Regions from separate parts of the Mus musculus genome. Here all the other regions are linked to region 7. Evidence: chromatin contacts called from public Hi-C, HiChIP or PLAC-seq and promoter capture Hi-C data. All regions are on one chromosome and are shown on one strand. The core of a region is the stretch at or near the end of the contact, and the rest is flanking DNA. Distances in the headings are between cores, read along the strand shown. Region 1 overlaps Etv6 (ets variant 6). Region 2 holds the start of Ddx47 (DEAD box helicase 47). Region 3 holds the start of Lockd (lncRNA downstream of Cdkn1b). Region 4 holds the start of Apold1 (apolipoprotein L domain containing 1). Region 5 overlaps Etv6 (ets variant 6). Region 6 holds the start of Gprc5a (G protein-coupled receptor, family C, group 5, member A). Region 7 holds the start of Lrp6 (low density lipoprotein receptor-related protein 6).

What was found. Promoter capture Hi-C pulls out the DNA fragments that hold promoters and counts their contacts. Hi-C and Micro-C count contacts between places; a contact is called where the count stands out from the background. HiChIP or PLAC-seq counts read pairs in DNA pulled down with a chosen protein or histone mark.
Region 1: a contact with region 7 is called in an H3K27ac HiChIP or PLAC-seq map of microglia, with 5 times the contacts expected there. The contact joins the enhancer-like site here to the promoter of Lrp6 in region 7. A contact is called at or near these places in 1 of 39 promoter capture datasets (embryonic stem cells), 4 of 115 datasets of contacts at active chromatin or transcription factors (bone marrow-derived macrophages, memory CD8 T cells, microglia and 1 more) and 1 of 9 other capture datasets (adipose tissue).
Region 2: a contact with region 7 is called in a promoter capture Hi-C map of pre-B cells, with 2.8 times the contacts expected there. The contact joins the promoter of Ddx47 here to the promoter of Lrp6 in region 7. A contact is called at or near these places in 3 of 39 promoter capture datasets (liver, neutrophils and pre-B cells), 1 of 484 Hi-C or Micro-C datasets (CD4 T cells) and 2 of 115 datasets of contacts at active chromatin or transcription factors (memory CD8 T cells and pancreatic cancer cells).
Region 3: a contact with region 7 is called in an H3K27ac HiChIP or PLAC-seq map of extraembryonic endoderm stem cells. The contact joins the promoter of Lockd here to the promoter of Lrp6 in region 7. A contact is called at or near these places in 4 of 39 promoter capture datasets (the 3T3-L1 cell line, hippocampal neurons, liver and 1 more), 12 of 484 Hi-C or Micro-C datasets (CD4 T cells, the G1E-ER4 cell line, the HL-1 cell line and 5 more), 8 of 115 datasets of contacts at active chromatin or transcription factors (the 230-238 cell line, bone marrow-derived macrophages, embryonic forebrain and 5 more) and 2 of 9 other capture datasets (adipose tissue and liver).
Region 4: a contact with region 7 is called in a promoter capture Hi-C map of neural stem cells. The contact joins the promoter of Apold1 here to the promoter of Lrp6 in region 7. A contact is called at or near these places in 4 of 39 promoter capture datasets (liver, neural stem cells, neutrophils and 1 more), 2 of 484 Hi-C or Micro-C datasets (both in embryonic stem cells) and 2 of 115 datasets of contacts at active chromatin or transcription factors (pancreatic cancer cells and trophoblast stem cells).
Region 5: a Hi-C map of liver shows a contact between it and region 7, with 2.1 times the contacts expected there. The contact joins the enhancer-like site here to the promoter of Lrp6 in region 7. A contact is called at or near these places in 1 of 484 Hi-C or Micro-C datasets (liver) and 1 of 115 datasets of contacts at active chromatin or transcription factors (pancreatic cancer cells).
Region 6: a contact with region 7 is called in an HNF4G HiChIP or PLAC-seq map of pancreatic cancer cells. The contact joins the promoter of Gprc5a here to the promoter of Lrp6 in region 7. A contact is called at or near these places in 1 of 484 Hi-C or Micro-C datasets (embryonic stem cells) and 2 of 115 datasets of contacts at active chromatin or transcription factors (microglia and pancreatic cancer cells).

What each region holds. Positions count from the first base shown.
Region 1 is chr6:134,065,410-134,068,819 of GRCm38.p6, forward strand. The region is part of intron 1 of Etv6 (ets variant 6); the gene reads left to right. Among named protein-coding and RNA genes, the nearest start is that of Etv6, 31 kb to the left of the region's middle. Within about 2 kb of position 1,737, at least 37 of the 459 cell types and tissues checked have an H3K27ac peak or open chromatin away from gene starts, as enhancers often do. A contact at or near this core is called in adipose tissue, bone marrow-derived macrophages, memory CD8 T cells and 1 more, where this site is marked.
Region 2 is chr6:135,009,654-135,013,106 of GRCm38.p6, forward strand. It overlaps Ddx47 (DEAD box helicase 47), which reads left to right and starts at 1,959. Exons shown (of 12, transcript NM_026360.3): 1 at 1,959-2,075; 2 at 2,649-2,742. The coding sequence starts at 1,989.
Region 3 is chr6:134,927,701-134,931,356 of GRCm38.p6, forward strand. It overlaps Lockd (lncRNA downstream of Cdkn1b), which reads left to right and starts at 1,392. Exons shown (of 2, transcript NR_037956.1): 1 at 1,392-1,585.
Region 4 is chr6:134,980,570-134,983,900 of GRCm38.p6, forward strand. Apold1 (apolipoprotein L domain containing 1) reads left to right here and starts at 1,432. Exons shown (of 2, transcript NM_001109914.1): 1 at 1,432-1,460; 2 at 3,013-3,331. The coding sequence starts at 3,016. Gm36428 (a long non-coding RNA gene) reads right to left here and starts at 3,076. Exons shown (of 3, transcript XR_003956531.1): 1 at 2,569-3,076; 2 at 1,568-1,825; 3 at 1,329-1,486.
Region 5 is chr6:134,170,586-134,174,258 of GRCm38.p6, forward strand. The region is part of intron 2 of Etv6 (ets variant 6); the gene reads left to right. Gm52920 (a long non-coding RNA gene) reads right to left here. Exons shown (of 3, transcript XR_003956529.1): 3 at 2,303-3,673. Among named protein-coding and RNA genes, the nearest start is that of Gm52920, 14 kb to the right of the region's middle. Within about 2 kb of position 1,471, at least 56 of the 459 cell types and tissues checked have an H3K27ac peak or open chromatin away from gene starts, as enhancers often do. A contact at or near this core is called in liver, where this site is marked.
Region 6 is chr6:135,063,799-135,067,228 of GRCm38.p6, forward strand. It overlaps Gprc5a (G protein-coupled receptor, family C, group 5, member A), which reads left to right and starts at 1,864. Exons shown (of 4, transcript NM_181444.5): 1 at 1,864-1,977.
Region 7 is chr6:134,564,701-134,568,321 of GRCm38.p6, forward strand. It overlaps Lrp6 (low density lipoprotein receptor-related protein 6), which reads right to left and starts at 2,213. Exons shown (of 23, transcript NM_008514.4): 1 at 1,943-2,213. The coding sequence starts at 1,997.

The DNA.
Region 1 (3,410 bases), core at 487-2,986, 500 kb before region 7:
TGCCTGACCTCCTCTGGTGAGGAGGTGCCCCCTCCTCTGGTTTCTGCTGTGGTGTTTTCCCTCCGTTTTTTCAGGCCTCATTTACCTATGCCAGGATCTATGCCAGGTGCACCATGTACTTGCTGTTTAATTAACCAACAAGGACTTTGAATGGCCAAGTACCGTACCTGTCACATTGTTATTACAAGGACTCGATCAAGGAGACAAATGTAAAAGGGAGGGTGTTTCGAGGTCCTTTGAGGATATCCTGGCATACCCAATTCCAATTTTAATGTCAGTGTGATGACTTTTGGTCATGGCTACTGATCTACTGCCCCAGGTAATAAAATCTATTGAGGGCAGGGAAGATGTACATGCGTTTAATCTGGAGCTCAGAACGGTCAGGGCATGGTTTCATCGGTGACCAAAGCTCACAGGAGTTGTTTTACGCCTGTTTTCTACAGTTCACACGGCGGTACCTTCTTCCTCCTGGCTTTCTGTCCCCTTGTAGAGAGAATAGTTTCTGATTATCTTAGGATTTCTTTTTCTGTTCTGATTTTATCTCATTCATTTAAAGAGAATGATATGCATCGTTGTATTGGGGTTCTCTAGAGAAAGAGAGCCAGTAAATTTTATGCATGTATTCATTCATGTATCAATTAATTAATTAAGATGCATTAGCTCACATGACAGTGGAGGATGAGGGGGTGTGTCCTGTGATCTTCTGCTGTCCTCAGGCAGGCGCCCCAGGAAAGCCAGTTGTCACAGTTAAGTCACAGTCTGAAGGCCTGGTTCCTCAGGTTGCTGGGGACTAGCAGATGAGAGGAGCTATCCATCCCGACTCACACTGTGGAGTAGGAGGGCAAAGGCCAGAACTCACGGATTCTTCCTTCCTTTTTCTGCTTTGTGTTTCCCCAGCCTCGAGGGACTGGTTCATGCTGTCCTCACGAGGAAGGGCCTCACCCCTGAGTCCACAGCTTCAGATGGCTGAGATTACCAGGAAATAGCCTCAGAGAAGAATGCTGAGATAATAGGAACCTCGTGATCCAGGAAAGAGTATATGCAGAATTAACACAGGTATTAATGACACCTGAATGGAAAGTAATGTTCTGGCCTTCTGTGAGTGGATGAGTGTGTGTGTGTGTGTGTGTGTGTGTGTGTGTGTGGGGTGTGTATGTGTATACGCACATGTGCACGTGCACACACACACAGGAGTAAGAACTTTAAAACAATCAGAATGTGTAGGAAGGAAAGATCTAACTTGATCATCAGTTTTTCCTTACCCAGGTCTTCGACTCTCTTGAAATAAAGGGTAGATCGTTGTGTGTAGGCTTCTTGTTTGTGTAAGTTAGAGTACTTTATGAATGAGTGAAGGGTTGAATAAAGGACATGACTGACTTCTTCCCACAGACTCTTTTTCTACGTAGGTCCCCTACACCAGGAGACACTCACTCCTCTTTCGGACAGACTTGCTACCAAGTTCACACATAGCATGTTAAATGGCTTTAATGCTTCTCATGTCTATAAATAGGTGCTTTTAAAAATGGGGCCACTGTGGGACCTGACCATTCTTGTCACTCTCCTTTCTCTTCCCGTAGGGAAATGGCACATTTATAAAGAGTATGTGAGATCTGATGCTTTGTGTCTTTCACAGGCCGCCTATCAGAGCGAGAGTGACAAGGCAGCTCTTAGGTGCAGACTTGCTTGTGGTATTGGGCGTTTTTTTTGTTGTTTTGTTTTTTGTCAGCTTGACACAAGCCAGTGTCATTTCACAAGAGAGAACCTCAATTAAGAAAGTGTTCTCATTAGATTGTCCTCTAGGCAGGCCTGTGGGGCATTTCCCTGATTGATGTAGAAGAACCTAGCATCCTGGGAGTGGTACCATGGCTAGACACATGGTCCTGGGGTGTTGAAGCAGTCCTTCTCCATGGCCTTTGTTTAGTTTCTGCTCCAGATTCTTGCCCACTTGAGCCAAGTTCTGTTTCGAGTTCCTGCCTTGGTGTCTCTGAATGATGTGCCTAAGTGACTGATTGTAACCTGCAAACCAGATAAACCCCTTGTCTTCAAGTTGGTCAATGTTTTATCACAGCAGTAGGAAGCAAACTAAGGCTCCAACGAGCAGCTCACAGTCCTGCTGGCCTCTATCATTCTGACATGAATGTCAGCACACACCTCCTCACGGTGGTACTCTTCCGCATGTTCTTTGACATTCGTGCAATGCTATTAGCCTGGCTGGGAGTCGAGCCTCGCTGTGCCCTTGGTTAAGCCATTTCCCGGTGTCTTAGACTTTATTTGTAAAGTTGAGAGATGAGCCTCCCAGTTCTCTGGCTGTAAGGGCATTTTGACCTCTGAAAGGATGTGGGTGAAGTTTTAATCTTTCATACCTTCCTTCAAAGGAACATCCAGGTCATGTCAGTTATGACTCAGAATACCCTGCGGCGCTCTGGTTCTTGTAGAAATAAAGAACTTATACTTTAAGAGGCAGCCCATCAACTTAATTCAAACTTAGGAACAATAAACTAAAAGCCAATGTAACATATAATTTACCACTATTGTGTTTTTGTTTATGTTTCCCTCTGAGAGGGGGGTCTCATGTAGCCCAGGCTGGCCTTGAGTGTAGCTGAGGATGACGCTGACCTTCCGAATCTCTTACCACTACTGCCTGAGTGCTGGAATTAGAGGTGTTTACCTGCACGGCTAGTTTATGTAGTATTATGGCTCAAATCAGGGCATTGTGAATTCTAGGCAAGCACTCTGAATTAGCTGCATCTTCAGCTCATTTCTGTAACCCAGACTAGCCTCCATTTCATAAGAGTCCATTTGCCTCAGCCTTACCCAAAAGTCTGGGATTATAATCATAAACTACCACACCTAACATTTTGTCCTCTGTATTTCCCCCATTCCCCTACACCCTTTCTTTCTGTCTTTTGTTTGTTTGTTTGTTTGTTTGTTTCTCTGTGTAGCACTGGCTGTCCTGGAACTCACTCTGTAGACCAGGCTGGCCTCGGACTCAGAAATCCGCCTGCCTCTGCCTCCCCTCCCAATTAAAGGGAGATTAAAGATGTGCGCCACCACTGCCCAGCCGCTGCACCCTTTCTAAGCTGCTTCTGGTAGTACAGGAATTTTGCTTGCTTGCTTGATTTTTTTGGCTAAGAACCTTTCCCTCCCTATGTGCAGCTCCTGACATCATCTTCCAGGGTCCATATTACATGTTCAGTCAGGGCAGGAAGTACTCCGGATTGATTTCTTGCAGCCAGTGATTAACTTCCTCCATTGAGGACTTGTTTAAGGGGAAGAACCCACAGCTTGTTAAAATGATTGCCTATCCCTGTCTCACCTTCCTGCAGCAGAGAGATCTGCTTAGAACCTAATTAGAGCATATCGCAGTGGCGTTCCTTGATGGCCTCCTCCTCCTGTACTCTGCCCACATC
Region 2 (3,453 bases), core at 709-3,208, 440 kb after region 7:
TATCAGATATCCTGCATATCAGATATCCTGCATATCAGATATTTACAATTCATAACAGTAGTGAAATTACAGTTATGAAGTAGCAATGAAATAGTTTTATGTTTTGGGGTTACCACAACAGGAGGAACTGTATTAAAGGGTCGTAGCATCAGGAAGGCTGAGAACCACTGATAAAGAAACAGTCAGAGAAATCCCTCTGGTCTGCCATGGTTTCCAACCCCAACGCTTTGCTGAGTTTCACTTCACCCAGGTGGCACATACTTAACATCCATTTTGTCTCTAGAGTCAGGGAAACAAAGACCGCCTCTTGTCTCTGAGGCAGTCTCCTTTCCCAGTTTCTTTTCTGAAGACCAGCATCATGGTGAATGAGAGCAATGGTTTTTGTTTGTTTTTCCAGACAGGGTTTTTCTGTATAGCCCTGGGTGTCCTGGAACTCACTCTGTAGACCAGGGTAGCCTTGAACTCAGAGATTTGCCTGCCCCTGCCTCCCAAGCTCTGTGATTAAGGGAGTGTACCACCATAGTCCCCTCCCTTGGCTTTTTCTATTTATTCTTTTATCTTCTGTCATTTTGTTTCTGAATTCCGACTTGTGCATTTTATCTTAATTCCCCTCCCTCCACAGGCAATCATCACAAACCTCTTCAAGTGTAGTTTCTGCTTCTCTGTGTTTTAGTAGAAGGTTGTTACATCCATCCATACACACTTGTAATATAACACACATATAATATATATTTGAAACAGGGTCTTACCAAGTAACCCTGACTGTTCTGGAACTTGCTATGTAGACCGGGCAGGCCTCCACTTCACAGAGATTCACCTGCCTCTGTCTCCTGAGTGATGGGATTAAAGGCATGGGCCACCACTCCCAATCTTAGTTATATTATATTTAAATCTATGGCCTTTCCCACAACAGCCTCAGGACTTGGAGCCCTAAATACTCTTAAGGGTATGTTTGACATGCGCTGCGCACATTTTAACAACACACTCTGCCAGAGAAAGGGATACCACGAAGAAAAGCATAGCAGATTGTCTCTAATGCCTCAGTTTCAGAAAGTGTGCCCCACACATTGAGAATGCCAATGCCTCCCCACTAGGGTACACTTGCAGGCACAGGGCATGTAACATACATTGTACCTCACTAGCTTAAGTGGTGGCAGTTCAGATATCTCACGGGTCTCAGGAATTTTGTATTCACAGATCTGCCAGTTTTTTGTTTGTTTGTTTGTTTTTTCGAGACAGGGTTTCAGAAATCTGCCTGCCTCTGCCTCCCAAGCGCTGGGATTAAAGGCGTGTGCCACCACGCTCGGCTCAGATCTGCCAGTCTTGAATAGGTGTCCCCTGAACTCAGAACGGCCTTTCTGGTATCAGTAAGGTCCCAGCTCAAATATCACTGCCTCAGAGACACCTTCTCAGTCTTGCAGCAATCCTGACAATTCTTTCTCCCAAAGCTTTGCTCCCCTATTTTTATGTAGCACTTTTCATAATTCAAAGTGGCCCATTATTACCTATGTATTGTTTGCCTTCTCTTTGCAGTGGAAGTTGATACTGTCCTGCTCTATCATTAGACACCTAGCACAGTCCAAGCATATGGCAGGCTGTCAGTTGTCAAATATATGAAGTAATGAATAAATAGTATCGTGATGTCCATGTGTTTACATTTCTATAGTTAGAAAAGTGATAAGCCAAAGGGAAGACAGCCAAGGCCCTGGAAGGCCGAAGTTGCAGAATGAAATCCTGCCTCAAGAAACCAATTTAAAAAAATAAAAAATAGGGCAGATACCCAAAGGGCAGCAAGAAGGGATCGTCTCAGTTCCTTAGGCACACAGGCTTCCAGCCATTGCTGTTCTTCCAAGTCCCTCCTGTGTGGGGCGCTGCCACGCCAGACCCGCCAGCAGGAGGCGTTCAGAACCTACACTCTAGGAAAGTAATCGCCTACATTTCCCAGCACGCCTTGCGCCTCGGCCCCACTTCCGGAGCCCACGAGCAAGATGGCGGCGGACGAGGAACCCGATTCCCCCTCTGGAGCCCTTCAGACAGCTGCGGAAGAGGAGGAAACGAAAACATTTAAAGACCTGGTGAGAATGGGTGATGCTGGTATTTATTTTGTGATGTTGGCGTTTAGGCTCACCCAGGGTTTGGGTACTTCATATCCCAGCCGGTGGTGTGTAAAAACACCTTGGGGCCTAGCTCATGCTATCTTCAGGCTGTCAGAAACTCGGGGTCTCTTCACGCTCCCTCGGGTGCATTTGCCTTGTAGGATGCCGCTGGGTCGTGAGAGCCCCCGTTTGTTTTTCTCCCCAGTTACTGTAGAGCCTTATGTTATCTAGGGTCACGCGTGACCTCCTTACAAGAGGCAAGTTGTTATGGTGTGCGCCTCACTTTATACACGTGAGGCACTTGGTAGAATAATAGCTAGCCACTGGTCGGAACTGATTTGACGGGTTAAATGAGATAATACATGCAAAGAGTTGACAGCAGCCCCTGGTGAAGAGAAATTGTCTCAAGGCGCTGTCCCATAGTGTTCATATAAAGCAGGGTCTGAGATGTACAGTTATGTAAAGTGCAAAGGGCTACGTATCACCAGGAGGATGGCTCTGATAAAGGTGAGGATGTATTCTTTGCTAAAGTATGGTTTTCTGAATTCAAAGGGTGTTACGGATGTATTGTGTGAAGCTTGTGACCAGTTGGGATGGGCAAAGCCCACCAAGATCCAGATCGAAGCTATTCCTTTGGCCTTGCAAGGTAGGTTGGAATTAAATATGCAGGCTAGTACAGAGCCAGTGTGGCATTATATTCAGTTTTTGTGTTGCTTCTAAGAGCTATTGCTGTCAAATTCCAAGTGAAATAAAGATATAATCTCTCCCTGGGTATGGCAGGACTACTTGAGTTCTTAACACCGAGGAGGCAGAGACCTTGCTTCAAATAAATATAAAGCCAGGTGTGATCACGGTGGCACAAGCCTGTACCATTTGGGAGGTAGACACTGACGTTAATGAATGGTGGGACGACAGTTTTAAACCCCTAGAGCACTCTACTGTCTGAATTTGCATGGCAGATCCTGACTGTTAGCTCTAAGAGATGAGAATTAAGAATCCATACAATGGACCATCAAGAGACCCATAATTAGCCTCCAAACGATGACACCATTGCATACACTAGCAAGCGTTTGGTGCAAGGACCGTGATATAGCCGTCTCTTGTGAGACTATGCCGGGGCCTAGCAAACACATAGGTGGATGCTCAGAGTCAGCTATTGGATGGATCACAGGACCCCCAATGGAGGAGCTAGAGAAAGTATACAAGGAGCTAAAGAGATCTGCAACCCTGTAGGTGCAACATTATGAACTAACCAGTACCCCGGAGCTCTTGACTCTAGCTGCATATGTATCAAAAGATGCCGTAGTCGGCCATCACTGGAAAGAGAGGCCCACTGGACAGGCAAACTTTATATGCC
Region 3 (3,656 bases), core at 142-2,641, 360 kb after region 7:
CTGGCTGCACTGAGCGACCTTTCCTGGGAGCCAGAGAATTGCCTTCGCCATTACACCATCATCACCAGAAAACACGATTGCTCGTCTAGCGCTTTGAACTAAAAGGTGTTTTGTTTAGAAGTCCACTTAGGATCCCTGATCTGTTTTTCAGAGCATGGATTCTTTTTCATTTGCCATCTTTCACCTGAGCCACACCCTACTCCTGCCCCCCCCTTTCCTGGCTTTAAAAAATAATAAAATTAAAGCAAAAAAGAAACCTTGCAAACGACACTGAGGGGTAAAAAGGCCATGGATCCTACTTAGAAACCTATGGGGTCGTCTCCCTGATTTCACTCGCGTGGGGTTGTAATAGGGTGGGGTCAGCCACAGGCGGATCCCGGAGAACCGAAAGTGCACTTATTTCCACGTACACTCAAGTCTCAAGTCCCTCGGGCCTCCATCCAAGTCACAGACTTATCATGCATAAGGACTCAGCAGAGGTAGGAACCAGAAATTAGGAAATCTTAAAAAATAAAACAAAAGAAAAACCCCTTATCCATGCTTTGGGCGCGAAACCTCGACGCGCCTCTAAAAGGAACGTTAAGAAAAAGGCCGGGAGAAGGGCGCGCGGTTCGGGCGCCGGCCGGGGGATTGCATCATTTGCGGCTCCCCCTCCAGAACCCGGACTGAGAACCGCAGCCACCATCATGGCGCTCGGGTCGGGACGCGGGAAGCGCGTCCAGGCCGCGGCCAGCGAGCTTAGAAGCGTTTGCAAACTTGTTACTTGGCGGCGGAGCGCCGGTCTCTGGCCCCCTCCTTCCCTTTGTGTGCGTGTGCATGTGCGTGCGTACGTGTGTTTGCGTGTGCGCGTGTGTGATGTGTGCATATAAAGCGAGAAGTTGAAGTTTCTCCCTCTGGCCTTCCCCAAACCCCCCCTCCCTCGTCCCGAGCTGGTGGTTGTAAACTTGATTGGCATTGGCTGCGCCCACTGACCCCTGCACCGAGTCCACTGAAGATTTAAGGTGGATCTGCGAGGCTGCAGCTGCAGGCGGAGCCTCGCGCTTAACTGAGTTTTGGAAGAAAAAAAAAAAAAGCCTAAACCGTGCGCCTGCTGCGTTTTACGAATCCTTCGGTCCACAGGTCCGCGGGTCCCCGCCCAGCCCGCCGCGCTTCCCCCGCCCACCTTCCCCTGCTTCCCCATTGGCTCGCGCCTGCAGTTTGAATTTTTTTTTTTTTTTTTTTGGATGCTTGTTTTCTTGTTAAAAAAAAAAAATTACCGTACGGTAGATCATGTGATGAGACTTAGTTGGGGAGTCTGAGGTGGGGTGTTTTAGCTGGTTTGATTGCAGGTAGTAGGGAGTAGGATGGGTGGAGCTTTCTGTTCCAAAAGTTGCCCCCCCCCCGCCCCGCCCGCAAGTGCCGTTGACAGAATGCAGGCGGGAAGCTTCAGTTTGGGTAGAGATGTAGCATCAAACATTCACGGATGTCCAGGGAGCACGGGCACACAGGCTGCTGGCCAGAGGTACTAGGAAGGTACAGGCGGGAGTTCGACGAGGACGCACCTTCCCCTGTCTTGGAAAGGTAGACTTGGGGAGGGCGGGAGCGGGTAGTTATCCTAGAAATGAATATTACCCGTCATAGGAATAAACCAACCAAATACAAGGTGTGGCTATAGACTCTATATAGAGCAAAAGAGGTGTTATTTCTGGGGTTAGAGTGTCAAAATCCATCAGGACAAAGGCAGTCGGTGTCATTTTCTTCCTTTTTAACCTTAAAGGGGGGGGGGAACCTGTCTGTTTTCCAGGTTTGGTTCCCCACCCCCCCTTGTGAGGATGAGAAGGGGACATAAAGTCCCCTTTTGATTTCTGGGTCAGGAAACTCATTGGAAAGAGTTTGTTAAGATCTAGGAGGATTCAATTAGTAGAACAGGTCTAATACAAGTGATGGCTTTTATTAATTAGGATCCAACTATGTTTTTCTTTGCAGTGAAGCTTTTAAAACGTCATAATAATTAAACAGTAGTCCTAGATCAGTCTTTCTCTTTATCAGGGACATCTCATATGTATACCTTTCTTTGCCTTTGCCTTTTTTTTTTCTTCCCTTTTTCTTTCCTTAAAATAATTTCTCCTGATATCTCCTTTCAGTCTGTTTTAGCCAGAAGCCCAGCCTTAGCCTCCATTGGCCCCTGAACCAGTATGCCATGTTCTTAGTTTTTTAGCTGTCTAGTTCTGACCTTACCTCTCCCAGTCCACTAAGCTCCTTGACCCCGTCCATAAACCAACATGTTTGAGCTGCTCTCCAGGCTGTATTCATGGACTCTGTTAGAGGCTCAGTGCTTACCTCTGCCTTTCAGAGGACACATCCGATCAGAATGAGCAGTCCATGAGGAAAACCACATCCCTGGAAGGAGGAAGCTAGTCTCAGAAACAGGTCTTCATCTTGAGTGTGAGCCAAGCAGGGATTTGGATGGTCCCCGGACAGGGGTGTCATAGATAAAGATTCAGATAGCACGTGACTGTGAAAACAGGCTTGGAAACTTGGGCTTGGCATGGTGGAGCACACCTGTAATCTGAGCACTTGGGAGCTGGAGGCAGGAGGATCAGGAGTTCAAGGCCTGCTTAGGATACTGAGAGACTTTGCAGTCAGCCTGGGCTGCATATAACCCTCCCTACCTCGAATATACCAACAAGCGTACAAACAAAGGAGGTCATAAATAAAACCCCACTGGACATGGTGGTGTACAGCTTTAATCCCAGTACTCGTGAGGCAGAGGCAGATGGATCTCTATGAGTCCCAGGTCAAAAATAAATGCATTACTACTAATAATGGCTCCCCTCCCTCTTTCTCCCTCCCTCTACTTCTTGCTGGTCTTGAACTTGATGTGTCTGACGTAATCTCTTAACCAGATGGGACTGTAGGCACGTGCTACTGTATCCACCCTAACTTTTCATACTAAAGTGAAGCCTTTACATTTAGGCTCTGGAACAGCTAAATAGAAATCTATGGACATCTAGGTCTTGGGGGTGGGGAGGGGGAGGTTAAGTGTTTTCCGTGTGAGCATGACGACCCGGGTTTGGATTCCCGGAACTTATATAAAAAGCCAGCAATGGCAGTGCACGTTTTTAATCCCAGGGCTGGTGAGTGGAGAGAGAAAAAGTAGATTCCTGGGTTCTAGTGGCCAGCCATTCTAGCTAAAAAAATGGAGGGCCATAAGAGATGCCAGTGAGGACCCCCGCCTCCACATAGGTACACCCCATGCATGACACATGCGTGCACACAAAAGAAATCTACTAGCTAAGGTAACCTTTAAACAGTACTAGGTGGGAGCCAAATAATTGGGGTATGTACTGCTGACGGTGGTCCCAGACACAGAACAGAGCAGAAAAAGTTCTGCATATTGAAATATCATAGCACTGTGCACTGTCCACACGTTTGCGGCGTTCCTGGCGCAGACAAGCCAAGGGTGCTGTCAACTGTGTAAGAGTACAGCCATCCAATTATGTACAATACTCGATAATAATAAATTAACTTTAAAAGAGTTCTTTTCTGGTCTCTGATCCTTCAGAGTCATCAAAGGAGAGAGCAATTCTATGCATGTCACTGCCCCTAACTTTTACCTTCCGGGGAAGACAGGATACAAGGTAGATGTCGTTGTACTGTTTTTGTTTTCCACTGCC
Region 4 (3,331 bases), core at 182-2,681, 420 kb after region 7:
TTATCCATACGAAAGTGAGGGGCTTAATTGTGTTCTACAATGATAGAGCTGTTGAAACTTTCCAAATGGGGCAGAGCAAGAGGCAAGTTCAATGCCAGTCTGATCTACTTAATGAGTTCTAGGCTAGCCAGAACTCCATAGTGAGACCGCACTGAACAGATGCAAGAGACTCCAAATGAATAAGGGGGACTTTTGTTTCGTTTTGGGAACAGGGTCTCACGTAGCCCAGGCTGGATTCCAACTAGCTATGAATCCGAAGCTGACCTTGAATGTCTAACCCTCAAGCTTTTACTTCCTGGTGCTGGAATTACAGGGGTGGGCCACAGTGATGGGTTTCTGGGTGCCAGTGTTAGAATCCAGGGCCTCCGCGTGCTAGTCTACTGCACCTCCAGCTGGAGACATGAATCATTTAGGTGAAAACCAGTTTGGCCTTTGACGATGGTGTCAGGGGTCCTTTGGTGAGACTGGGTTTCCCAACTAAGCTTCAGCTTCTCCCCTCCCCCCACCCCCACCCTAACTGCTTCAGGGATAGCTATGGGGTGCATCGCCATCTGGTCTGGGTAAAGGCACAGAAAGAAGCTACATTCATTTCCCCGCCTGCACGCTCTGTAATAGATAACTGTTTTTCAGACCCTGCTGGGGAACCTGTAGCTAGAATCCACTCATTTAACCATGATGCAAGCTACAGTCCTCGCTTCATATGAAAACCCCGGAAGCCATCATCTCCCCGCTGCCATGGAAAGTGTATAATTAGCTCGGTGTGCAGCTTGACCCCAGTGATTTTTCTGACGCACTTGGCCCCGCAGTGTGCCCTTTTTGAGACCTCCTGTGTCTTCTCCACAGCTGGAGATGCCCTAAACTGCACGCAGCACTTCCTGTGGGCGTGGTCTTGAATTTTAGGCGCTCCTTGGTGCTGGCTGCCCTCCCTTAATGGGTCACATGCTTCAGCTACTTACATCCCCACAAAGCTCTTTGAAAAGGACCATGAGTGGCTGTATCGATCATAATTAAGTTTTCCGGTCCCTCCTATTTCTTTTTAAAAATGATTTTCTGATGGAGTCCTCTCAAAGAAACACTATAATTGGGCAGCCTGGGGCATGTGGGAAAGCCTCCCCCGATGGCGTCAGTAGCTATTCTCAGGAGAGGAAAGGCAGGGTATCCCCACTGGGAGATGACAGCACTTGTTTCAAGTTGGGGAAGAGCCTGTGGTTCTCTTCCTGCGTTTGGAGGGGAAAGCGAACACACAATATTCATTTCCTAAATACGGGACGTGCTTTGCCAGCGTCTCTTTTTCCAACATGTCATATCCTGGCCGAAGGCAGCAGGGGTCAGGGCAGGAAACAGCAGCTTCTCAGAATGAGACAAGGCTTTCCCAGAGCCGTCATTGGCTCCTGGGAGCTATAAAGTATGCTCGTCCAGAAACAGTCTCCCACTTTTCTTCCTGGAGGCCAGAGTGAAGGGTAAGTGGGGAGTCCGAGGGATGTGTCTGCAATGGGATTGGTGATATCGGGGTCAACTCTCGAGGCGTCATGTATTTGGAGTGACTTTTTCCCAACCTTCTTGTTACCTGAAAACTTCTTACTGGTCAGCTAGATCATGGAGGTCAACCAGGAGCTGTAGGACCTATGAGTCAGGAGACCAGTGTTCTTCTGGGGGCACTGAGAAACATCAGCTGTTGGTAGCCGGTCTCTAAAGGCCTTCATCTTAACCGAGGACAATGAGTTCTGGCTGTGCATGCCGATGCAAGCCTGGAATTCTAGAACTCAGGAGGTGGAGGCCGGAGAATCGGGGGTTTGAGGTCAACTTGGACTATGTAACAGCCTGTCTTTAAAAACAACAAAAACAAATGGAGAAAGATAAAAAATTAAATAACTTCTGCCCTGCTCGTTCAGGTCCGACATGCTCTTTCAGTGACTTATTTGGTGCCTTTAAGAAGTTCTGACTGGTGGAGAGTACAGTGTGTATGAAAATGGGGCTCCCTCATTACCAGGACAGATGGCCTTTTACAGATGAACCTGGTACATTCAGCTTTCTCCCTTAGTCACCTTTTATTGGCTTCAGTCCATCTGGACCCAAGGAAGCCTCCAGTGAGCTGCTAGCTAGCACCTTTTCTTTTTTACCTTGAGACAAATTCTTGTTATGTAGCCTTGGATGGCCTAGAACTCAGTATTTAGACCAGGTTGGCCTTGAACTCTCAATGATCCTGCCTCTGCCTCCCAAGTGCTAGGATTAGAGAGAGGGACAGGGACATTGAGAGAAGGAGAGAGAGAGAGAGAGAGAGAGAGAGAGAGAGAGAGAGAGAGAATATAATGATATAATGAGAATGGGGGGGGCAAGTACCTTGAGTCCCTAGGACACAAGTCTCCACATAATGAAAAGTTTTTGTTACGTTACATGCACGGTTTGCTACTTTTAAGGTGTTCTCTTCTTTTTATTGGTCCTTGTTTGTCAGGAGTTGGGGAATAGAATAGGGTGTCACACCAGACAATGGCTCTACCCCTGAGCTGCATCCTCAGCCCAAGTGTCATTTTGAAAACAGAGCAAAGTCTCTGTTTTCAGAGCATTTACCTGGAGCAGCTTTCTAATAGTCTCCACCTTCCCGTTTAAACCTTTATTTAAATCTGTGGATGGTGTCCATAGATTTTGTTCCCTGGAAGGAAAGCAGAAGACAGCATAATCTCTGTTGGAACGCACAGTTAACGGGTTCTGGGAACTTGTGTGACTTGTCCCAGGCTCCAGAGCCTTTGGAAACTTGACCCATAACCCAGTAGTAACCTACCTCCCTGTTCCCAGTCCTGAGTGGTTTATTTATTCGTGTATTCATTTCGGCAGCCTTGTGGATTGAGTCTGAGGGTTGAACGCTAGGTAAGTGATCTACCATTAAGGCAACACGCCCAGCATAAAGTCTATTAATTATTTGAGGACTCTCTAGAGAGTGCACCGGGCAGCTCTAGCCTAGGGCAGCAACGGGTGCGGAAACTCGGGCTAACTGTGCGTCTATGTCCCTCACAGGGCATGGAGAAGCGGGCGGCCTGGGAGCCGCAGGGCGCCGATGCGCTGCGGCGCTTCCAAGGATTGCTGCTGGACCGCCGTGGCCGGCTGCACAGCCAAGTGCTGCGCCTGCGCGAAGTGGCCCGGAGGCTGGAGCGGCTACGCAGGCGCTCCCTGGCGGCCAACGTGGCGGGCAGCTCTCTGAGCGCCGCTGGTGCCCTGGCAGCCATCGTGGGGTTGTCACTCAGCCCGGTCACCCTGGGAGCCTCGCTCGTGGCGTCGGCCGTGGGCTTAGGGGTGGCCACCGCCGGAGGGGCAGTCACCATCACGTCCGACCTCT
Region 5 (3,673 bases), core at 221-2,720, 390 kb before region 7:
CAGAGAAGTGGAGGCCAGAGCAAGATAGGCCCTTCGAGTTGTACTTAGTCAAGCCCACCTTCTCATAGCCCATAATGAAGTCACCAACCTCATCCATGCGTCCAGGCATGGAGAACAATGAGAACCTCAAGGGGAGAACATGGTTACCATGGTAAAAGGACCAGAGAGGAAGGGAGTGTGTCTCCAGTGACAGATGGGACGAGAGAGGTGAGTGTGAGAGGCAGGGGAGGTAGGGGATGCCTGTGCCGTTAAAAGGCTTCGGCATTTAATTTTTCAATGAGAATTTTAGGCAGAGGGCTGGTGTGATCTGATTGTGATTTGAGAGGACTCCTGGGAAGTAACGAGAGAGACAGAAACGGGAGAAGGGAGAGAGTGAAAGCATAAAGGGCTTTTGAGAGTGAGTCCGTGAAGACATGATGGCAATGTTGGGCAGAGTGGCTCCCAGCCTGCCATGCTTCCAGCCTGACAGCCTTAGCACTTCTCCCTCCTCCTCCCCCTCCCCCTCCCTCTTCCTCTTTCTCTCTGCTCCTTCCTCTCCCTCTCTCTGCCCCTCCCTCCCTAGCCCTCCTTCCTCCCCTCCCCCTTCTCATGTTTCAGTTATCCCCCCACACACTTTCTCTTCCCTAAGAAATGTGCACAAACACAAGACCTTCATCCTACTACCTACCATGTTTCTTCTAGAATTCCTTCCATGATGCCTTGCCCCTATAAAGATATCTGACAGAAGCCACCAAATAAAGAAAAGATCTGTTTTGGCTCACCATTTCAGAACATCTCAGTTCATCATGGTGAGGAAAGCCCACTAACAGGGCCTGCCCAGTCTGTGGCAGTGGAAACTGTGTCAGGTGACTTTTCTTATCGTTGCTAATCAGAAGGCAGAGGCAGCATACTGTAAGGAGAAGCCTTCAGAGGTCAGCACCCAGTGACCTATTTCTGCCAGCCAGGCCCCCCTCCTAAGCTTGTAGCCTCCCAGAAGAGCACCACCAAACAACCACAAATCAAGTTTTCAGATAGCTGAGCTGTGAGGTGAATGAGGGGTATTGGGTATTCAAATTGTTAACACCCTCTATAACATGTAATCACCATTTGGTGTAGTTTATAATTTTGTTTGCTTATTTGTTTATGCGTTAATTGCCTGGTGCCTCGAAGAGCGCCCTCCCCCAAGGAGGTGCTTAGTAAGTATTTGCCTAATCAATCATGGAATGAAGGTCACCTGCCGCCATTGTCACGAGTAACCGTCATGACAGGGCTACGGTTTTCTCCTCACCATATGTCCCTTTCTGGAAAGACTTGATACGTCAAGCTTCGTGTACCTTCCGTGTGAAGTAGAAGTGTGTCACTGAGCCGCTGAGCGGGCTTCTTGGCTCCCAGTGTGTCGAGCAGCCTCGCGTTCGGGTTTGCGTTGGGCTCTGTGTCTTTTTTTAGTCCGGCTGCTCACTCTTCGCAGCCCTCCAGCTTAAACTCTTGAGTAACTCTGGACGTTGGAGTTTTCTGAGAACTTGAGAACTAGATGAATGAGATTGCCAATAGCATGCCTTCTGTGCCTGGCATCTAATTCTGGCACTTGCTTTAGCAAGCACCATTGCATAATTATAGCCATTGGCTACAAAAGGTGACCACGTAGCCTGCAATGGGGAATTGGAAGCTGTCCTAGTTAGCATTAACTGTCACCTTGAAGCAGCCTAGAATCACTTAAAAGGGCTCAATTAAGTGATTTGGTCTGTGGGCATTTCTGTGAGGAATATTCTTCATCGTTCATTCATAGAGGAGGGCCCAGCCCACTGTGGGCAGTACTATTCCCTGGGCAAGTGGTTCTGGTCTGGAAGCTAAGTGAGCTGTGAAGCGAGCCAACAAACAGCATTCCTAGTTGGTTTCTGCTTCAGTGCCTGCCCTGACTTCCCTCAGTGATGAACTAAGGCCTGGAAGTGTAAGTCGTATAAATTCCTTCCTCTTTTAAGTCAGTTGTACTCAGCGTTTTATCATAGCACCAGAAAGCAAACTAAAACAGAGACCCAACCAGAAAGCTATTCTAGAGATGTGAGGACAGGCTACGTACGTTTCTAGATTTTTTTTTTTTTATGTTCTATTAGTTCTTGTTTATTTTTAAGGAGATATGCAGTTTTGTTTGTCTTCTTGTTATTCCAAACTTTATGCTTTGGTCTACACCAAGTGTGACTTTCTTAGAGGAAGTTAATATGAGGCTGTCATTTCTGGCCTTTTTGTACCAAGCCCTTGGTTTTTTATTATAGTTTCCAAGCCTGTATCCCATGTTTTGCAGTGTTTTCTTTACTGAAAACTTTATATTTATTAAATAGACGAACTTAATTTGTTGTTCTACTTCTACCTAATTAAATACTTATGAACTACGAGGTTTATCAGGACTTCTGTTAAGTATGGAATGGTTGAAAAGCAACTCATATGGCTGCCATAATTCTAAAATAAAAGCCAGGGTATTTACAGATTTAGCCTCATCAGACCAAAGATTATTTTATGAATTTAACTCGAGGCTCACACATTGCAACCACCATTGGGGCAGTGTCCCCAGCTATTCCCTGATATATTTAAGAATCCTAAAAGAATTCTTTAGCAGACCTTCCGTGCTCATATAGAGGGGCTTGATGCTTTATTCTTTTGAGATAGTCTAGTTGTGTGGCCCAGTCTGACTCTGCTACTCACGAATAGACCAAGATGACTTTGAACTTGCGGCAGCCTTCCTGCCCCAACCTCCCCAGTGCTGGGATTCCAGGTGTGTGCCACCACACCTGTCTTGCTAGTGATAGTGAACGTGTTTGTGCATCCGGAGTCAGGACACGGGTTTTCACTCCTTGCACGAAGGCAGCTGGAAGAGGAAGTGGAACACCCTGGGTCTGTGACTGCTCGCGACTCTTCTGGAATAGGATTGCAGTGACAACTTGCCTGTGTCTAGGCCTGCTGCAGCATCTCTCTGGCTTGGGAAGAGCTGTGAGGGGAAGGATGATCTCAGAGGGGAGTGGCTCATGTTGAGAGAACAGATACCAGACCTTCTAGAACTCTCCCTGTACAGATGACCCCATTCTCCACTTCCCGGAAGTCCTGGGTGTCTCCTCCTCTGATTCACGCCCTCTTTGACTGACACTGATGCCAGGATCACCCGCTTGAGTGACCTGAATGAGGCCAAAAGGTGTTAGTATTCCCAGGAACCCTAGGAGACTGGAACAGAAAGGAGAGTGGAGGCAGAAGCTAGCTTCTCTACTCTGAATTCGAGGACAGCATTGTAAAGTTAAGCCAGCTGAGGAGGCGTGAGTTTTCTCTGCTGTTTGTGGCTGGAGTGACTGATCTGAGAGTAAAAGGCTTGCTTGATGCTGCTCTAGAATGAGTGTTGTCTGGCAGAGACAGAGCTAAAGCTGTGCCTCCCATCACGGGGATATTGATGGCAGCACTCATCATATTCATTGATCTCTACTGTGAGGATAAATTATCCACAAGTCCCTAAAACCTTGACATTAAAACTTGCCTTTAATCCTAGCACTTGAGAGGCAGAGGCAGACAGAACTCTGTGAGTTCAAGGCCAGCCTGGTCTACATAATGGGACCCAGTACAGCCATGGCTACACAGTAAGACCCTGCCTCAAAATAAATAAATAAATATAAGTAAATAAAATAAATAAAGTCATTAATAACTTCACATTGAAGTT
Region 6 (3,430 bases), core at 614-3,113, 500 kb after region 7:
TCTATTGGTGTGTGTGTGTGTGTGTGTGTGTGTGTGTGTGTGTGTATGTGCGTGTGTGTGTAGCACTCACCATGGTCCTGTGTGTAGGTCAGAGGACAACTTTACAGTCTTGGTTCTCTTCTTGGACTTGGTTGACCTTCATGCCGATTTTGGGAATTGGACTCTGGTTATCAGGTTAGGCAGCACGTAGTTTATTGGCTGAGCCACCTTCCCATCTCCTCTGCCTTTTTGAGTCAGGCTCTTGAGAGTAGCCCCCCCTCCCCCTTTCCCGTTGCCCTATATCACCTATGTGGCTCAGGCCGGTGGCCATCTTCCTGTTTCAGTCTCCCAAATGCTGACTCGAACTGTCATTTGCAGCAAGTCACCTTCAGGTGACCTCAAACTCCTATGTAGTAGAAACTGGCCTTGAAGTGTTTTTCTACCTGCTTCTACCACCCAAGTGCTGGCGTTACAGAGGTGCCCCGCGCCAGGCCTGGCTTGTTACATTTTATTCTTTTCTTTTCTTTTTTTGAGACAGGGTTTCTCTGTGCATCCCTGATTGTTCTGGAACTCACTGTGTAGAGCAGACTGGCCTCCAATTCACTGAGATCTGCTTGCCTCTCCCTTAGGAGTGCTGGGATTAAAGTTGTGAGCCCCTACCATCTGGCAAGATTGTTTGTTACATTTTAAAAAGCATTTAAGGGTGTGGAGAAAAGTGGGTCTCAGCCCCTTGTAGGGGTTAAACATCTTTTTCACAGGGGTCACCTAAGCCCAGTAAAAAGCACAGATATGTATATTAAGATTCATAACAGAAGCAAAATTACAGTTATGAGGTAATAACAAAGATAATTTTATGGCTGGGGGTCGCCATACATGAAAAATTGTATTAAAACTGAACTAAAGCACTTAGAAGGCCTGCTCCAGGCCTTCCCTACTACCTAAAAAGCTTAGTTCCCCCGCTGCCCACCAACGCAACCAACGGGGTAAACCTGGTCCAGTGCGTTGACATTCCAGGACTTTTTGACTACGGAGCAGGCAGGTTTCAGCCGGACTGGCCTGATAATGGATGCGCTGCGGGCCCCTACCTAAGCAGGAGGAATCAGACACCAAAGGCAAATTCCTTCATTTCAAAATTTTATCTGGCGTCTCTGTTCCTATCAACTGCTTTGTCAAACTTTTGGAGAGGTGGTTAAAAGAAAGGCGATATGATCTCTCAGTCAGGCCATGCTAACTTGGCTATGCGACAGTTCCAAGAAGGGCCTTGCTGAAGCGTCTCAACTTTTCCTTGGTCTTTACTCTTTAGCCGCGACTGGGGGACCCACAGGAGAGTGAGTGGCTGTCTCTTCCCATTTAAACTTGGCTTCTCCCTGCTCACCGGAGGAAGGAGTGGGTGATGGAGAGACAGGTGCCGCCAAGGGGAAATAAAGACCAACTTCTCCCACAGAAAGTAACAAAGGAGCTGCCTGGAGCTGCTGGCTTAAGTCTTTGCCCTTGGGGCCCTATAGTGCCCTCAGGGAGGATGGGTGTGGTTCCCTCCAGGAGATGACAGCCAGCAGCGCTCATCCGTAGCTGGGTTCACCGTGTGGCTCTTTTCATAAGGGCGGGAGCTCTGGGACCGACCTGAACACTCGTCGAGAGCTACGCCTGGCAGTCTAGGGTGCTTCCCCCGCAACCCCGCCACCTATTTCATGAGTGACTGTGCTTCTGACGTCAGGGAGGCTTTCAGTTCATTCTCTGGCACGGTGACTTTATTTTCACAACAGCGAGAAGTGCCGCGGAACTGGATTAGGCGTGTCCTCTCCCTCCGCCCCGCCCCCGCCCCTTGTCCCTCGGTTCACCCTCTCCCTCCCTCCGGCGACAGAAGCCTTTATAACCGCTTTGCGCGGCCAAGGCGGGATCCTTGTCCCAGGACCTGCCCAGTAGCCAGGGGTTGAGCGCTCTCGCCTTTCACGCGTGAGTCGCAAGTTCTCGCTTCACCCCGAGCGCCGCGGCGCCCAGGTAAGAGGGGTTTACCCAGGAGCGCGCTCCGGGCCCCAGTTTTAAATCCGGAGAGTGGGGCGTGGGGAGCCTTGGGGAAGGAGAACTGAGACAGTACAGCCCGTGATGGACTACAGCTGGCTAGGAGAAACAGATGAAACCGAGAAAGGAATGTCCTTAACTTCTCTCACCTCTGAATGTGTTCTCTGGGCTAAAACAGAGGGGAAAGACCAATCAGCAAACAGTTAGAAACTGTAGCACAGGCCTGTAATTCTGCACCTGGGAGGTAGATGCAGAAGAATCAAGAGTTCAAGGCCAGCCTTGACTCTACTGTGAGTTCCTGGTCAGCCTGGGCTATATAAGTCTCTGTCTCCAGATACAAAACAGTAGTTTAAAATACCAATATTAAAAGAGAGGTCCGTCTTGAACTGTACTAGGCCCCTCCCACAGGTTCTATGTAGCCACTGGTGGGTGGAAGATGGGCTATGATGCTTTCAACTCCCATCTGAGTTTCAAGGGTCTGTGAATGAATAGAGGGGTAGAGGGAGAGGATGCCAGCCGCTTCCTTCCCAAAGGAGCGAAGGCCGTGGAGGTCAGGAAGTGACTCACCTCAACGCCCCCCCCCCCTTCTCATGTGCGTGTTGTTCCTCCACCCCATCCCTTACTTTTCCTGTTGCCCCAGTCTCTAAGACCCTGTCTCTCTTTAACAAGAGGGGGTGAAAAGCTTGTCTTCCCGGAGGAGAAGAGACACAGGCAGGAGGAGGCTGGCAGATCACATTGAATGGAAAGACAGGAAACAGCAGTTGTTTTTTTTTTTTGTTGTTGTTTTGTTGTTGTTGTTTTTTTTTGTTTGTTTGTTTTTTTTAGACATTCAGGCTGGCCTCGAGCTTGTAACCACCATTCTGCCTCAGTTTGCAGAGTGTTGGGATAACAGGTATCGGTCTCATGGTAGAAGGCTCCCAAATGGCAAAAGCCTGCCTGGAAGCAGGTAATTGAAGGACCATCACCGTGCCTGCCTGCCTTTTCTCCAGGCAAGTGTCTGAGGCTTTTGTTGAAGCCTGGTGAAAGGTTCTCTGGAAACAGTCTCTTCTTTGCTCTTTACTGAAGGAGAATTCTTTAGCCACTTCAGATACAATGGCCTGGGAAGGTGGAGGGGAGGGTGAGGCCAACACTTCACCCTTAGGGGTTTTTGTACTGGCCATCACTGATAGAGAGAAGGAAGGGGAGGGGAGGAAGGGTTGGGAGGTGCCTTAGGATCAAAGAGGGAATGGAGAGGCTGGCCCCCAGGCCCAAAGGGAATGGCCACAGCTGTCTCTGACTTCCCAAGAAAAGGTCTCTACCTGGCTCCAGGCAGCCCTGTGTTTCCTGGTTCTGCAGTCATTTATCCAGCAGCCACCTGCCGCCAGGTCCTTATGCTGAGGAGTCGTAGGCAAGCGTCTTTTCTGTGTGTAGGTCCTGCCTGTCTGTAGTTGCA
Region 7 (3,621 bases), core at 963-3,462:
TGGTGAGTAAACAAGGCTATAAGGTACAAAGTCCCAAAGTCACACATCATCACAAACCCAAAGTAAAAGTACCACCTCTTCTGGGAACTACAAGTAATTAAATCACACTTTGCTCCTGGGAAACCAAGGGTGACTGTCACTTATAACAGAGGCTAACAGTGCCAAGAAGTGAAGAAACTTTAAATTAGGAATCGTTTACACCAAAAAGACAGTTTCAGTTGGAATGATATATGCTCACAATTAAATAATGCTAAACAGAAAAACAAAGACCTCCTTAGCATTATTGTATTACATTTAAATAAGCTCCACTTCGGACAGTTACCTCTTCTTGATCTTGTTACACACAATATCATGCTTCACCATCTCTAAACCAAACTCATGCATGAATCTACTCAACTCTAGGCTCAAACCTGTTATCAAAATAAACAAACAGTCCTATGTCCCCTCTAAGAATGGCAGCTGGACTTTCAGGCGCTAAAGCCATCAGAAGTCACAGATTTAGACTTTCCCAACTCTAAATCAATCCACTAGTTCTACATTTTAACTCTTATGAACTTGTCAATCATATTCACATGTTAATAACAACTTTCTCACAGCTACAGCAAAATCTTTCAATGTAGAGTTTACTATAACAAAATAAACACTTGATTATTAAATCTCTTGAGTAATAACATTGAGTTCTCTGCCATGGAAATTAAAACAGCAATTATCTTTCTGGTATTTGCAAAAAGGACTAGACAATTCGGGATACGCTTATTTTTAGAAAATGGTGGGGGGGTTTTAAGGCAAATAGTCTTATTCAAATACACACATGCATAGATGATAGGCTGTCCCATTTACATCATAAGATTGTTAGTTACTATCCTACTTTGCAAACTTCCATACTTCTGACGGACTTAAACGTTGAGCTTGTTAAATTAATAACTAAGAATCCCAGAGAGGTCCCATTAACTGGCACAGGTAAGTTAACAAAAGCGAACAACAAGATACGGCGTCAAACAGCACCTCAATTCTTGCACAGGCAACACTCTCCATGGCACCAGCCCCCATCGCTCATCAACTGAAGACCAGTCGACAAGGTTTCCATTGCAAACTGTCACACAACAAAAAGTCAGGACGTACGTCTCAGCCTCACAGTCCAAATTCAAAACACCACAGAGCCACTACGTTTAAGCGATTCCCATAGCAAATTACCCAGGGCATTCTCTGTTATTTACTAAAGTGCCAAGCAGTTCCCAGGGGTGCCCAGCAAATGATAATTTAGTTCCCAGGATAGGCTCCTCGCCACACAAGGATGACTTCCCTACTTGGTGCCAACTGTACACTTGCACACTCCGCAAACAGGGGGCGAGTCCTGAATACCAGGGGTTACGAGGGCAACGTTTGTGTTTTTATTATGGGCTCAGATGATCCCGAATGCTGAAAAGCGCGACCTATCACCCTAGAGTCAATTTCCAACTGTGCTCTCACCCAGGACCATTCTATCCCCGCGGAAGACAATTATTAGTTGTAACAAGGCCTAGAGAGGGGAGAAGGAAAAAAAAAATAGTGGGGTTTAAAGAAGAAGAAAAAAGTTCACCTAAGAGACACGGGAAAGGTGAGCTCAGGCTTCGAGGGAGAGGGAGGTCAACACCAATGGTGCTGAAAGCGCAACTACAAAAGCCCCTTTCTGCCCCGAGTGCAGGCGAGCCGGGCACCGTCAGTCATTCCGATGGAGTGCGGGGGGCCAGGGGTCCCCCCGAGGCCCGCAGCTTTGTCCGGCGGCGCCGCGGGGCCGGCCAGGGGTGTGCGCGGCGGCCGGGCGCGGCCCCCGACCGCGGGCCCCTTCCTCGCGCGGCTCCCCAGCGCCAGGCCTCTGTCCCCGCCGCTGTCCCCGCCACCTCCCCTCCCCCTCCCGGGACCCCGGCAACTTTTCCCCCGGCCTCGCCTCGCTTCGCCTCACCTCTCAGCAGCACGCAGAAGCTGCAGGCCAGGAGGCTCCTCAGCACGGCCCCCATCTTCCCCCCACCACCGCGCGCGCTCGCGGCCCTCACCGGCGCCCGGCGGCCAGGGGACGCGCGGGCGAGGAGCCGGGGCGGCCGCCGCAGCGGCGGGTCTGCACGCTCATGCTTTCCGCGGCCGCGAGAAGAAAGAAAAGGGCGCACGTCAGGGCTCTAGCGCGCCGCTCCGGCCCGGGCTCGCGCGACGCCAGCGCCTGCCCCCATGCCGCCGCCTCCTCCCGCGGCGCCCCACGTCCCCCGCGCGGCGCCTCATTCAGCCTCTTCCTCTCGCAGCGGCGCAGGGATCCGCCGCGGGGCCGCCGCCGTCTCCCTGCGCGCCCGACTCCCCCCACCCCCGTCCTCAGCGCGCCGCGGCCGGACCCCGGGAGCCGCGACCGCCGCGCGCGCCGACTCCCCGGAGAGCCCCCGCGGGTTGAGCCTCGCGAGCCCCCGCACGCTGCGGGGATAAGGTCTTCCCGAGGCGCATTCCGATGGGATTCTTTCCCCGGGCGGCGGAGGGCGTGAGGCGACGTCGGCCGACACTGGGGCCGGCGTGGTCGGGACTACTTTCTGCGTCCCGGCCCGTCGCCGCCCGCGCCGCTCTTTGTGCGCCCGGCCGCCGAGCCAGGTGGAGCTGCGGACCCCGGGGCTGCCCCGGGACGTAGGAAAATCAAAGTGCCATTGCGGCTTACGCTTTCCCGAAGCGGCGGGCCAGGGGAACGGTGTGCAGAAGCCAACGCGGAGCACATCGCTAGTGGACTGGGTTGAGAATCCTCATCATAGGAAGTAAAATAAACCAGACTCGGACTTTAAAAAAAAAAAAAAGTATGTTTTTCTCCTAGTGTGGAGCCTGCTTTACATATACACATAAAGTCACACACATGGGGAAAAGACAAAGATTGTGGGATTGTATACACATAAGTAAACCTTACTCAGACAAGTTTCCCTCATATGTGGATCTAGGGGTGTGTGTGTGTGTGTGTGTGTGTGTGTGTAGAAATGCCTTTATATATGAGTTAACACATAGATGATAAGAAAATAAAAGTATGACTATCTGGGAAAAAGAGTGAAGCTAATGTTGGGGGAAGAGGCACACACATGTTAAAAGAAAATTATGTGCTTGAATCTTATCCATCATTACATACAATAAATATAAACTAAGAAAAAAATTAAAGAAAAAAAACAATAGTTTTTTGTTTGTTTGTTTATTGCCTTCCAAGAAATACAGACCTTTTTTTGTGAACTAAGCTGACAAGGACTAAAGCTTTCTAAACTGAGAGAGAAAATCCTTAGTAGCTAACAGCAAAGAGAAAATAAAACATGTCTTTTCAGGGGGAGGGGTTACAGGTCTGAGAGAAAAAAAGGAGCCCCCAAAACAACCTCTACCACTACATGTGCAGTGGGCATTTCCAAGTAATAGCCCAAATGCCCTCTGCAGTCAACTGGCCAGCTTCAGCCTAGGCCAGCCAGCTCCAAACGTTAACCATCAGCTGTGTCCTGTCCAGCCATCACACACCCTTTCTGCAGGCGAATGGGCAAAGGGCTCACCTAGGGCTTGCAAGCAATTTATCAGATGGGCCACTCAGAACTAACCTGAGATGAGACTGGCTTTGCTGTGATTCTCTTGGCACACATGAAGAAT